2 separate regions of the Gossypium hirsutum genome follow, and region 1 is linked to region 2. Evidence: chromatin contacts called from public Hi-C data. All regions are on one chromosome and are shown on one strand. The core of a region is the stretch at or near the end of the contact, and the rest is flanking DNA. Distances in the headings are between cores, read along the strand shown.

Region 1 (2,700 bases), core at 93-2,592, 740 kb before region 2:
AAAAAACTAGAAACTTGGCGTAAAAGCTTCCAACTCTGTTGATACCAACTTCTGGCTTACCTTCTCTATAATATCTGCAGGATCGAAGATGGTATGACTCACTGGAGAGAAAACCTCGATTCCAGCTGCAGAAGCATAATTCTGTAGAAACAAAGGCAATCTTTATTTACTATAAAGAATATAAGCATATGAATTGCTAACTTAGCTAACTCCAACTTTTTATTTTTCTTGAAGTACCCTTGTGTCTGATATATTTTTGGATCTAGGTACGCGGATATGATCCCAAATACATAGAAAAGCTACTTGTTTCAGACACGTATCCATATCCAATACACACCCAACTCCAAATAATATAGATATGTATGTTTAGTACAAGAAAAAGCTTACAGCAACTGCAGCACATGAATTGAACATCCTCCCTGGAACTCAAACATGAAACCTCAAACTAATTGAAAATACCAAGTTTTGCCGTTGGACTATAATGTTGGTGGAAGCCCATTTTTATTTGATATAACACTAATATTTGAAAAACTCAAGGAAAGTTAAGTATTGTTCTTGAAAGATAGGGGGGGAAAAAAAGCACAGTTTTACCTTAGCTTTATCATCCAAAGCTTGATAATATGGATCAGTGTCATACTCAAAGCAAAGCTTTCTAACATCCCACTGCCAAAAACCAAAAAATCAAACAAGCATTATAAAAAAGAAAAAGACAATTCTTCATAGTTTTAAGTTTAACTTTAAACAAACAAACAATATATGTAAATTATAGATATCAAAAAGAGAAAAAAAACAATACATGTAAATTATAAAGAGAAAATCACCTCGTTTAAGCAACGAATCAAAACCTCACTAGGCTCACCCTTCAACACCAACAACCTCGACCCGAGTTTCTTCAAACTTGAGTCAAGGTCAGCGAGGCTCTCCAATAAGAACCGGATCCTGTTTATACCCGCACGGGTGGATCCTGGGGAGTAGGCGTTTGGGTCCAGCTCCATATAGTGAGGGTCGATGACGAACAAAGGGTAAACACAAGTGGATCCTCTGGAAGCATACTCGAGCGCCGGATTGTCGTGGACCCGGAGCCCCTTTCGGAACCACATTAACGAACCCGACCCGGATAGCATGCTGGGATTCAGTAGAGAAAGTGGAGGTTTCATTTCATAAGACAACAAAATTGCGGTTTTGAACCGTTGGGTAAGTTGGCGCCTTAAATGTGGGAGGCAGAGATGTCGGCTAACGTGCACGTACGAGGTGTATGGCAAGGATGCTTGTGAATTGAAAAGAACTCTGAGCAAACGGTATACGATGTACGTTAAAAATAGGCTTGGGTGAGGAACTCTGGTGCGGTTAATGTAGCGCCACGTCGAGGGTCCTAATATGTGGATTTCTTGTGGTTGAAAGCTTCTTTTTCAACCTTCTCCTTTTTAGAAGAATTGATTCACTTTTTTAAACAAAGTTGATATTTTTGGTAAAAACGTTTAAACCATTATTCATAGAAAGGGTATTGCACATTTTAATTAGGAAGATTAGTGTATTAAAAAGGTGAAGAACTGAATCTCAATGGACTTAGAAAATACGAGAAGTAAGAGTGAGCAAAACTCGATTCGACTCGAAAAAATCGAAAAAAAATTTAAATTTCGAGTTAAACGAATCGAGTTATTCGAGTTAATCGAGTTATTCGAATCAACTCGAATTTTTTTTTCAAATTTCGAGTTCGAATTGAGTTGAGTTTTAGAATTCGAATAACTCGAATAATTCAAATAATTCGAATAATTCGAATATCAAACTATAATATTTTATATTTTTATCCCAGACTCTCAAACATTTTTACTTTTCCCTCAAAACTTTTACTCATTCCCACTTTCGCATCAAAACTTTTACTCCCCTCCCCTCCCAACCCCCAATCTACCCAAAATTCATTTCTCACCAAAATTTTACTTTCCCATTTACTTTTTCTCAAAATTTTACTCCCAAAAACCCTGAAAACCTTCCCACTTTTCCCCTAAAACTTCTATTCCCTTCCATCCCACCTCTCATCTACCCCAAACCCTCCCCTTCCAATTTTTTTTTTAAATATTTTACCTCCAAAATTTTACTCCCCATATTTACTTTCTCTCAAACTTTTATTCTCAAAACTTTTTATTTTCCCCCTAAACTTTTACTTCTCACTCTTTACTTTCAAATAAAAAATCAAAATTATCCAAAAAAATTCATTAAATGTAAATAGTAATAATTTTATTTATATCTACTATTTATATTATTAAATTAAATTTTACATTTTATATTATTTATATTATTGAATTGTTTAGTCATATTGAATATTTATATTAAAATTGAATTATTAATTATGCCATAAAACATTCGTGTTAAAATTTTATATTGGTATCAATTTCACATTTTATTTTTAAAATAACTTTTATTAAAAAATCATATTTTTACATTTAATATATTTTTTAATTCCAAAATACATAGTGACAAGAATCTGAAAATAATTAAAACAACTAAGTAAGTAAAGAAGCTAACCAGTATATAAAAAATTAATAAATAAATTATGAGGTGATGAAAGTTAATAAAAAATTGATTAAGGTGGACAAATTTTATTATGATGGGTGACAGTGGTTACAAGGACCCAAAATTATTTTTTAAAATTTAACTCGAACAAATATATTTGATTCAATTCGAATTTCATCTCACTCGACT
Region 2 (2,700 bases), core at 194-2,693:
ATTATTTACAATTAGAATAGCTACTCAATAGGTACTCGTCCAATGACCTTGTCATAAGTGTGTTACATTCATATGATATCCTTAGTCTCTTTTGAGATAAATCTGTTCTCTCACTATGATCCTATTTTATCTCATGGTAATTATTACATCTTCCTTAATGACAAGTCAATTACTATCAAATAGTAATAAAGTAATTTATCACAAAGGCAAATGACCCGTGGCGATGTCTACTTTTCATCTATCATATAATGCCGATAAGATAATATCATTTATCGTTTATTGGGCTATGAATTCCACAGTCGTGGAATGATGCTACATACTACAAAAGTCGTATACACAACGTACTAACTTTCGGTTCCTTATATATTTGAACTCAGGTTTTTATTTACATCAAAGTGTATGAGTCAATCATATATGGTCCATCATCCATTTAGAATTAAGGTATGTCACACTATGAACTTCACAAGTGAATGAATCCATAAACAAATCTAGGATCTATTCTATTTGGGTCCTATTTCATGTACTATCAATCCAATTGATAACATCTATGTTTCTATCTTTTGGAAGTCATCCACTTCGATACTTAAGACAATGCATCTCTCCAATTGGACTTGATAGACGGCATATTAGTCTTTTAATCGGTTTGTTCATTTCTAATTAAACTAACTATATGTTTACTACTAATAAGTTGTATTTTCGCATTATGATCTAACCATGTAATACTTCTTAGTATTAGTTAAACGATAGATAATCATTGAGTCAATATTTATTTTCATTTTGCTTTGTGTGCAAAAAACTATTAAGGACAATATACAAAATATAATAATAAAATTGATAGATATTTTATTAAATCAACTTGTTTGAAAAATACAAGTACATATAAACAAAAATACTACACTAAGGGCACTAGATCCCAATATGAATCCAATTGTCCCAAGACAACATACTACGAAGTTAGAGGTTCAAAATAAGGGAGGCGTGTCTCGAGACATGGCTTCCCTGTCTCGAGACACAATCCTCCCATTTGATAATTTGAGTTGGAATTCATATCTTGACTCCGTGTTTGACCTTGTATATAACCTTAGATCAATTTGAGTGAGCCCATATCAAGAAAATGAACAAAGTCGATTTGAGTTGCTTCGGCAATAAAATTTGACATTCCTCATTTGAATCTAGTGATAGAGTTATCGTCGTCATTGGATTCCCTTTTTTAAAGAGGTTTAAAATATTGATGACACCGCTATTGAAATCTTTATCTTTCAAATAAACAAAAATAAAAAGTATTTTATACTAATTATAGAAAGATCCCTCATTTTAATAAAAGGTAAAAAAAATCACCCAAGTAGATTAAAGAAATTTTTATTGAGAGTCATTAATTCGATAAAAAAATTAAAATAAAATCAATTCTATTTTAAGGTGATGTAGAATATAATTTATCATTTGATGACCAGGAAAAGACATTAGTCTAATTTTCACACTCAGGACGTCCTGATAATCGTATTTCGTAGTTTCGAATAGGAGGATGATGGGATAAAATAGGATACGAACTCAAAAATCCCAAAGTTCTTCATTTCTTTCGTTTTATTTTTCGTGTTTTTACTAATGCTACTATTCACTATTATATATTTGTTATCTGTCAGCTAATATTGCCACACACACACCAAAAAAAAAAAAAAAAGAGTAGAAAATAATTTTTGGCCTCTGGTTTGGGAAACCGAAAAAGGAGGAAAACATAGAGAGTGTGTCTGCGCGCGGGGGGCAATGACTCTGGAGGAATTTTTGAAGCAGTGCGAGCAGTCAGGTGATGGTGCTTTCGCTGCCCTCAAATCGCTTCTGGAGAAGCTTGAGGATCCCAAGACCCGCACTGAAGCCCGGGTCTTCCTTTCGGATCTTCAATCCCGGGTCGGTTCCTCAGATGATTGCTTCCACAAATACCATTTCCGGATACAGGACATTTACTTGGATCGGTCTGAAGGTAAGAATGTATAATTCAAGCAATATAATCTAGCGATTGTAGCCTTTGGTTGGATTCTTTTTCTTTTTTCGTTGCCTACAGGCCCACACATACACTGTACGGACACTAAATCCCACTGTATTCAGCAGTGGTTTCTGCTCCATCTGTTTTACTTATGATTAACTTTCTTATAAATAGCCTGTGATATGCTTGTCGTGCTTCATAGTTAACATATTTTGCACTATGTTCAGGCTATCAGGGAAGGAAGAAACTGACAATGATGGTGATCCCTAGCATTTTTATGCCAGAAGACTGGTCGTTTACCTTTTATGAAGGACTCAATAGACACCCAGATTCCATTTTCAAGGAAATGACAGTTGCTGAGCTTGGCTGTGGAAATGGATGGATAACTATAGCCATTGCTGAGAAATGGTTGCCTGCTAAGGTGTTTTTTTCTTTTTGTACCCTATCATTTTCCTTATGCATGGACAATTTAGGTATTCAACCCGATTTATGAATCTTTTTATGTGCCTGAATTAAACTCTGCAGGTTTATGGCCTCGATATAAATCCAAGAGCAGTGAAGGTTTCTTGCATAAACTTATACATGAATGCTTTTGATGAGAAAGGCCAACCGATATATGATGCAGAAAAGAAAACTTTACTGGATAGGGTGGAGTTTCATGAATCTGATCTGCTATCTTATTGTAGGGAACATGATATTAAACTTGAACGAATTGTTGGATG

Evidence for each region. Hi-C and Micro-C count contacts between places; a contact is called where the count stands out from the background.
Region 1: a contact with region 2 is called in a Hi-C map of leaf, with 1.5 times the contacts expected there. The contact joins the promoter of LOC107901744 here to the promoter of LOC107902056 in region 2. A contact is called at or near these places in 2 of 34 Hi-C or Micro-C datasets (leaf and petal).

The regions. Positions count from the first base shown.
Region 1 is chrD06:40,274,211-40,276,910 of Gossypium_hirsutum_v2.1, reverse strand. LOC107901744 ((6-4)DNA photolyase) reads right to left here and starts at 1,342. Exons shown (of 15, transcript XR_005914526.1): 1 at 822-1,342; 2 at 592-663; 3 at 61-141.
Region 2 is chrD06:39,531,351-39,534,050 of Gossypium_hirsutum_v2.1, reverse strand. It overlaps LOC107902056 (methionine S-methyltransferase), which reads left to right and starts at 1,443. Exons shown (of 12, transcript XM_016828317.2): 1 at 1,443-1,975; 2 at 2,206-2,399; 3 at 2,504-2,700. The coding sequence starts at 1,762.